2 separate regions of the Arabidopsis thaliana genome follow, and region 2 is linked to region 1. Evidence: chromatin contacts called from public capture Hi-C data. All regions are on one chromosome and are shown on one strand. Each heading gives the region's core, a stretch centred on a gene start, on an enhancer-like site or on the middle of the called end of the contact. The rest is flanking DNA. Distances are from core to core; before and after follow the strand shown.

Region 1 (4,201 bases), core at 1,141-3,640:
AACGATGTCTGGCAGAAAGACTAATCTTTTCTTTCCTGATGCCATTGAGGTTCTTGATTATTTTGGACTGATTACGTTTAGCTACTTGCTCTTGTGTTTGTTCTCTCTCCAGTGCCAAGGCGACAGATTCAAGTAGAAGAAGTTGTCCCTTTCCCGGGTTTATGCTGCTAAGAGACATCACAAGCATATCCTTATCAGTCAAACCGAACTCCGTTCTGACTGATTCACGTAGCTTTTGTCTTTTCTCCTTCATAGTCTCCTGGGTCAGTGTTGGAGTATTTAGTGAAGAGGATACCCCAGCAACAAAAGCTAACTCATCATTAACAGACAGCGGAACAATAACTGGCTGAGACCTAAGCTTTACATGGTCCTCTTCACACCATGTTAACCATTGTTTGCTCTGTACTTCAGATAGAAAAATCAGCAATTTCACTCGGTCAAGCACAGGTTTCGCTCGATCAAAGTACTCTCGCCGGTTCTCCATCACCCACCAAGCGATTTGACTTCCACCAGCTGGATGGTGATCCATGTATTGATCTGCGGAGATTGTAACAAACACCATAATAAGTATCCCAACTTGAGGCAGAAAGGAATATTGAACATGTTTTAACAATTGTTTTGATGAAAGTTTTCACTAATAGAAAACAATCTAAAGTGAGTATGCTATATATGACAATTTCTATTACAAAATGCATTTTCCAGTAATATAGCTGAAGGACGAATGAGCTATGGTACGCATTTCTAAACATGATAGTCAGCAAATAGTGATGTCAAAGAATCAGCAGATCTACTTTTCCTTACCTATCCATGAAGCACAGACGGCTGATCCTGCAATGACAAGATCTGCTTTCATGGCAGTTTTGAAGCTGAGTTCTCCTTTATCTTCAACCACTTTGATCCTTCTCCTTGTGAGCTCTTGCAATAATCCACCCCTTCTGCTCAGAACTACAGCATATACTGTTGCACCACAGCTCAAAAGCTCGGAAGCCAACTCCATCATTGAAATTGGAGCACCAGTCATTGATAGTTCATGGAAAAGTAGGACGAATCTCCTAGACCAAACAAGACGTTTGAAGTCTGATTTCCTGTCACAGGTCCCTGATCGCTTTTGCGGACTCCATTCAAGAATTCTATCCTCCAATGATCCAAAAGGACCAAAAAGTTTACCGTAGGTAACATTTATGTTTGGAAGTTCCTGGTCTTGCTCATCCAATTCCTTCGTCTCCATCACTTTTCTCACCTTCTGCGTACTACGAATCCTAGTACGTGAACTACGACTAGCTTTTCTGGTCCTCCTCCTGGGGCTCACGCTTCGCCGAGATGTGCTATCCTCTTTCTTGGCCAAAGTTACATGCATCCTTTTATTTACACCTAGATGGACTATATTGGTATGATCTACTACAGCATGAGAACTCTCATCAGCAACTAAATCCCGTCGTTTATTCTGCTCGACATGCAAAACATCTTCTCTGAGTTTGCCTCCAAACCGCAAGAACTCAACTTTGTTATCATCATCATGTGCCCATCTTGACTGAACATAGAATCCAAGATATGTCCAAAGAGTAATCAAGAGTAACCAATATAGCAGCCGGTTACTTCTGAACCATTGAACAGCTCCACCACTACCTTTACCCTCTCTACGTGGAGTCCTGCCTGAATGCACTTTCCGAAGTGTAGGTGAACCCCTTGGAGTAGACCTCCCTGACAATGAAGACTTAAAGCTACCTAATTTCAGCGGTGATAGCCGAAGATCTTCCATACTTTCTTTACTACAATAGCATCCTCAATATACTATTCCCAAGACTTCAATAAGCCACAAAACCACTAGCAATTAGACACACTCCATATGAGGTCAATGAAACTGCAATTTAGGAAGAGAAATCAATCATCAGCTATATATAGAAACAGTATTGATCCAAGTTCATCAAGTACTCCCTAACTGCTCCAGTTACAAGGATTTCGAATTCCAAATTGAAATCGCGTTGACGAAATAAAGAAAGTTGGTCGGTTATGGAAAATAAAAAGCCGCGAGAGAAAAACCAATGTCACAATGAAGATCAAGATCTTAGCGAGTATCTTACTATTTCCGATAGGTCAGAGTCGCGTTATCCGAAGGTAAGTGAACTTCCGACTTGGATCGCCGATGCTCCAATGTTGAAGCTGCTCCCAAGTACAAAAAAACTGGAAAAGCAACGCAATCAGATTAAGGAGAAATGTTGAGAAATTCACGATCTAAAGAAAACCTAAAGTCAACAAAACTAGAAGAAAATCGTCGATGCAGAGAGATGAGTAACAACACGAGCTTGCAGAAGAAGCAGACGAAGACGAATTAGAAAGAAACGAAAAAAAAAGAAGAAGAAGACATTACATTGCATAAAGTTTTCTCCGGCAATCTAAGCTTGCGCCGTTCTCAGAGCTGAGCCGAGTCGCGGCGATGGAGAAAGAGAAAGAGAGAGAGAATGCTCGGAGACTCGGAAGTTAACGGAGTCAGAGAGCTGTGCACGAGGAGAGAGCGGTGAGAGATGGCTCATTCTTATTTGTTGATTTTTTTTCCTTCCAATTATTCCTTCTTTATTTATCGTTGTTTTGATGACGTCATTATTAATTTCAAATAATGATCGTTTTGCTTTTTCCGAGTATGATTTGGGTCACACGTGTTAGCGACTCGTGTGGGATAATCTCTTTTCTTTATTTTTACGTGTGAATTTTTCTAGGACATCTTTAAAATATTAACTCATGATATAATTTAAATTTGATTTATAAAAAAATGACAACATTATAGAACATTTTCCTCACTCAAGTCAAATGTAATATTACTTAAATTTGTTGAATTTTAAAAATAAAATTAGTAGCCGACAAAAAATAAATATTGAAGTAGTTACAACGTCCTTTTTTTGTCAATTTATCAGGAAAATGTTAGATGAACTAATCTCTGTTTTATGTGATTTATTTACTAATAAACTGCAATTGCAAGAAATAAAGACACTCGATTTCTGATTTTAGCACTTTAACTCTTATTTCTTGCTAGTTCTGGCCTATATAATTGTCAATCTTGGAAAAAACATGCCTGAATATCATGATTCATATTAAAAAAAAAAAAACATGATTTTACCTTTTTGCAGTATTATCAATGAGCATATATAAGAAAAAAAAAGGTTTTATTATAAGACGACTAAAACATTATTTGTGTTTCACAAATCTCTCATTTATCTATCTCTCTCAAAGGTTTTTCAACCTCTCTCCCCTGATATAAGCAACAAACAAAGTCTCAAACAAAACAACACAAGAAAATAAAACACAAGAACCACAACTAATTGAACATGTGCTTTAACCACAATCAAGAATCTCATTAGTTCAATTAAGTGAACTAAGAAACTCAACCCAAATATGTTCTGCTCTCTTTGTCGTCTCCACCGCAAATTCCTCAGCCGCTTGCTCGTCCTTTGCCTTATGCACCGCCTCGTGATACTCTTCGTAAGCCTGTGACGCCTCCTTGAGAAGCTCTGACAGACTCGTCGTTAAAGAGGTGAACTTTGAATCAACGTCCACTTTCTCTGCTTCTAGCTTTGCCAACAGTTTCTTGATCGCTACGATTCTGATGTGCAACGCGTCTCCTCTTTGAGCAGTGGTCTTTGCTGCTGCGAAAACCGAGTCTACGGTTCTCTGCTTCTCCATTGCGGTTTCTTTTAGCAGTTTGGCTCGGGTTTGAGCAATCTGGACTCTCTGAGAAGCCTCGAGTCCTTCTTTAATGACGGTTTTGTATTTGGCTAGCAAAGAGATGTAACCAATAGAAGCTGAGCTGAGTACCTCGTAACGTGTACCGGCTGCTATAATCGCATCGAAATTCGGGTGGTTTACGAGATCACGTGCGCTTAGACCGCGTAGCTTCCTTAGTGTTTGCTTTAAGCTCTCTATGCTCTCTGATGTAGCCGCTGATTCGCTTGTGGTAGAAGTAACTGATGAAGATGAGCCAAGGACTGAGCCTACCTTTGAGGACGTTTCTTTTCTATGAGTATCAACAAGATTGTTCAATGATGTGGTGAGCCGAGAGGTCCCTGAGCCCTACCAAAGTCAAAAGCAAAAGATATAAACAAAAATGAGATTGGTTTAGATGTGAGAGCCTTCCATTGTCTATTCAAGAAAGATCTATAAAACAAACCTGTAATTTGGATTCTTCTGCGAGTATCTCCGCTATGTTAAT
Region 2 (4,488 bases), core at 1,052-3,551, 37 kb after region 1:
CCTTGTTACTGGTTTCAACTTTCTTGTAAATCTCCACAAGTTCCTTCTGGAGGCTCTGGTTCTTGACAGAAGACTCTTTGAGTTCATGAGTTACTCCCTCAAGCTCGTCTTTAACTCTCCTCCGAAGATCTTTCTCCAGTGCAAGTTCGCTAGCAGAAATCTCATTCTTTTGTTTTTCAGCATCGAGGTTCCTTTCATATCTTTCCTTAGCTTCCTTCCATTCTTCGTGAACTATAGCAAGCTCTGATTCTAACTTTGAACACAAAGCTCTTGACTCATCAAGCATCGTTTCCAGGTCAGAGACCCGATCTCTAGATGCCTGCAGTGTTTTCTTTGTTCCTTCAAGTTCATGTCTCAAATTTTTTACTGTAGTCAGTTCTATATCCAGCATTCTCTTCGAGTCTTCGTACTTCTCAGTTAAGTCAGCAACTTTGTCTTTACTTTTATTAACATCATCTAGCGCACGATCCAGATTTTCATTTAGCTGCTGAATCTCCTGCTCTTTCCTGCTGATGAGCTCTGCATCTGCAGCTGCTTGCGTCTCAGAAGTCAATTTCAAAGCACTATAATCTTTTGAAATACTATCAAGCTTCTGGATATAACTCTCTTTCTCAGCCACTAAAGTTGTTATTCTTGTGTTTAACTCCTCAATCGCAGAGTTCTTCGAGTCCAATTCACTCTGAGTTCTTATGAGTTCTTCCTTCTGCTGTTTGATCTCTAACTTCGCTTCAGCAAGATCTCGGCTAGTTTGAGTGTAAATAGAGTTGAGTTCCTTCAATTCTGCTTCCTTTTTTGCCAACGATGCATTAAAACGTTGAGCTTTTTCTTCACTATCTTTCAGCTCCAAACTAAGCAAGTTGATCCGATCTTGTAGTCCTTCAACCAAATCAAGCTTTTCTCTGAGCTTTGTTTCTAGTGCCTCTTTGTCTTCGCCAGCCTTTGACAGACTATTTTCCAGACTTTCGATTTGATCTTTAAGCTTCTCACATAATTTCTTCTCGCTACTTAGCTCCCGGCCTAATTCTGTCACCAAGTCCTTTGCAGAATTCAACTGGTTGATCAATGACAACTGTTCCTCTTTTGCCTTTTCTACTTCCTTTTTCCGCTCTTCCTGCTCATGCTGCAGTTTTGCCTCGAAATCTTTCTCCTTCAAAACCAATGCTCTTTCTCTGTCTTTCAACTGGTTCTTTAGCTGTATGCCACGGTTATCGGTAGCTTAAGTCAAAAAGGATCAAATCCAGCACTAGCAATATATTCACAACCTCAGAAAGTTAAAGAAACAAAAGAAGAGAAGCTCGAACTAAATGATATAAGCTGCTAAGACAAGAACATTCACCCACAAATTGTAAAGCAAAATCTTTAAGTGCTAGTAGCTTACAGATTCGATGGTTTCCTCAGCAGCTTTTGTATCTTGCCGAGCCAGTGCATAAAGTGCACCAAGAACGCCAGCACTAAAAATTCCAAGACCATTCAGGAGAGCCAGAAATGGATTTGGGGATGTTCCTTCACTAACTACTGCAACCTAATCCACCAAACCAATCCTGATTCAGTAAAATCTCAAGCACTACTTTAAACACATTGATTCTCAATTAAAAAAAAATCAAATTGAGAAGGTCTAAGAGAGTCTTACAACCTCAGTTTCTAGATCAACCTTCGATGTCTTTATCTCATTGCCTCCTGGAATTAAAAAGCAGAACTGGTCACAACAATGAAAGAAAGATAACCAAAAGCAACATTTGAACAAATCTCATCTAAGCAATAAAAAAACTCACTTTCATCAGCCAAAGCGGGTGATCGAAGCTGCAAAAAGGGAAGAACAGAGATACCCACAAGAAGGAAAGCCCTCCTTTTGGCGGAAGCAACGTCATACTCGTACCCATCTTCCTGGTTTAAAGAAGCCAATGTTGGTCGTCGGCGCTTGAACTTGGCGACATTACTCGAACACAGAAGCCCAAACTGAGACGAAGAAGGAGAAGAAGAAGAAGAAGAAGAAGGAGATGAAAGGAATCGAGAGTGTAGAGGAACAGAAGGGACGAAGCAAGAGCCCCCTATCAGGAAACCCATCTTCGCCGCCAACTACTTAAGAGATTGGAAATGTGTGGCAAATGAAGCAATCCTAAAATCACTGACACAAAGCAGACCCCAAAACCCAAAAAAGGAACTTCCTTTGTGTACTGACTTGTGACCTCGGAAAATCTCAAAGAAGAATGCTTACACAAATCTCAGAGTTATATCCTTCGATTACTGAAGAAAATATCTACAAATCCTACGAAATTGGGTATCAAAGACTGAAACTTTTTTTTGTTTAGGAGGGCAATGGCATATCTGCAATTTTGGAATAGTTCGGTGCTTTGTGTACATAACTTACCAATCAAAACTCGCCAGCTTAGACTTCCCCTGCTTCGTTATCCTCAATCTCTGGGTTCGCCTGGTTTAAGAAAACACGTGAACCTCACGTGCGTCTGTCTGACCCTAAAATTTCTCTCTGTTTTTCTCAGCCGTTCTGTCTAAAACCACCGACGGCGACTTCAAATAGACGTCGGAATTTGTCGCCACCGGAGAATTGTTACATGTGAATCCCGTTTTATAAAGATGATGTATGTATCTGCTCGATCCGGTTCTGCGAAGCGAAGCATCTCAAGTCTACCTCATCTCTCTCAGAGATTTAAACAAACAGGTAATCTGCACTATTTGTTTCCTCTCCCTCTTCGTCGATAAGCGAAATGTCTTGATTGTTTAGGGTTTTAGGAGTAATGGGATTTGCAAAAAAGGTTTAAAGTCGATTCCTTTGAAGTAAGAAAACGAGAAAAGGTTTTGATTTGAACATTTTGTTTTATCCATGAATTTGCAGAGAATGAGATTGTTCAAATGTTTAGTGTTCCGAATCATGAGGAATCTGAGAAGCCTCAAGAGAAGTGGAAATTATCTAGAAAGGATCCGTCAGTGCGGATGTTGGATGAGAGATTCATTAGGATAGTGAAAATCTTCAAATGGGGACCTGATGCTGAGAAAGCTCTTGAGGTGCTTAAACTGAAAGTTGATCATCGATTAGTTCGTTCGATTCTTGAGATAGACGTTGAGATAAATGTCAAGATTCAGTTTTTCAAATGGGCTGGTAAAAGAAGAAACTTTCAGCATGATTGCTCCACTTACATGACCTTAATACGCTGCCTTGAAGAAGCTAGGCTTTATGGTGAAATGTATAGAACGATACAAGAAGTGGTCCGTAACACATATGTTAGCGTTAGTCCAGCAGTACTCTCTGAGCTTGTGAAAGCATTGGGGCGAGCTAAGATGGTTAGTAAAGCTTTATCGGTTTTTTATCAGGCAAAAGGACGCAAGTGTAAACCCACTTCGAGCACTTACAACTCGGTGATTCTAATGTTGATGCAAGAAGGACAGCACGAGAAAGTCCATGAGGTTTATACTGAGATGTGTAACGAAGGTGACTGTTTTCCAGACACGATTACTTACTCTGCGCTTATATCCTCGTATGAAAAACTAGGTCGTAATGATTCTGCGATAAGGTTGTTTGATGAAATGAAGGATAACTGTATGCAGCCTACAGAGAAAATATACACCACGTTGTTGGGAATTTACTTTAAGGTGGGTAAAGTTGAGAAAGCTTTAGATCTTTTCGAGGAGATGAAACGAGCAGGTTGTTCACCAACAGTTTATACGTACACGGAACTGATAAAGGGACTTGGCAAAGCTGGGAGGGTAGATGAAGCATATGGCTTCTATAAAGACATGCTTAGAGATGGATTGACTCCTGATGTTGTGTTCTTAAACAATCTGATGAACATTTTAGGCAAAGTGGGTCGAGTGGAGGAGTTGACAAATGTCTTCAGTGAGATGGGAATGTGGAGATGTACACCCACTGTTGTCTCATACAATACCGTGATTAAAGCTCTGTTTGAGTCAAAAGCACATGTTTCGGAAGTAAGCTCTTGGTTTGATAAGATGAAAGCAGACAGTGTTTCCCCTAGTGAATTCACTTACTCAATCCTTATAGATGGTTATTGTAAAACGAATAGAGTAGAGAAAGCTCTGTTGCTGCTTGAGGAGATGGATGAGAAAGGTTTTCCACCTTGTCCTGCAGCGTATTGCAGCCTCATAAACGCTCTTGGAAAGGCGAAAAGATATGAAGCAGCGAATGAGCTATTTAAGGAACTAAAAGAAAACTTCGGCAATGTAAGTTCTCGAGTATACGCTGTGATGATCAAACATTTTGGGAAATGCGGGAAGCTCAGCGAAGCTGTAGATCTCTTCAATGAGATGAAGAACCAAGGAAGTGGTCCCGATGTTTATGCCTACAACGCCCTCATGTCAGGAATGGTAAAGGCTGGTATGATCAACGAAGCTAATTCCTTGCTTAGAAAGATGGAAGAAAACGGTTGCAGGGCCGATATAAACTCGCATAATATCATCCTCAATGGATTTGCTAGAACAGGTGTGCCGAGACGGGCTATAGAAATGTTTGAAACT

What was found. Capture Hi-C pulls out chosen DNA fragments and counts their contacts.
Region 2: a capture Hi-C map of root shows a contact between it and region 1, with 2.5 times the contacts expected there. The contact joins the promoter of MFP1 here to the promoter of AT3G03195 in region 1. A contact is called at or near these places in 3 of 26 Hi-C or Micro-C datasets (callus, root and rosette leaf), 1 of 2 datasets of contacts at active chromatin or transcription factors (shoot) and 1 of 3 other capture datasets (root).

What each region holds. Positions count from the first base shown.
Region 1 is chr3:5,394,429-5,398,629 of TAIR10.1, forward strand. It overlaps AT3G03195 (a long non-coding RNA gene), which reads left to right and starts at 2,391. Exons shown (of 1, transcript NR_140979.1): 1 at 2,391-2,612. AT3G15940 (UDP-Glycosyltransferase superfamily protein) reads right to left here and starts at 2,566. Exons shown (of 6, transcript NM_001202977.2): 1 at 2,369-2,566; 2 at 2,082-2,181; 3 at 802-1,861; 4 at 1-537. The coding sequence starts at 1,759. NAI2 (DNA topoisomerase-like protein) reads right to left here. Exons shown (of 26, transcript NM_001035631.2): 25 at 4,160-4,201; 26 at 3,113-4,062. The coding sequence ends at 3,355.
Region 2 is chr3:5,431,550-5,436,037 of TAIR10.1, forward strand. MFP1 (MAR binding filament-like protein 1) reads right to left here and starts at 2,302. Exons shown (of 4, transcript NM_112470.3): 1 at 1,773-2,302; 2 at 1,634-1,677; 3 at 1,379-1,522; 4 at 1-1,192. The coding sequence starts at 2,064. AT3G16010 (Pentatricopeptide repeat (PPR-like) superfamily protein) reads left to right here and starts at 1,977. Exons shown (of 2, transcript NM_112471.3): 1 at 1,977-2,677; 2 at 2,852-4,488. The coding sequence starts at 2,593.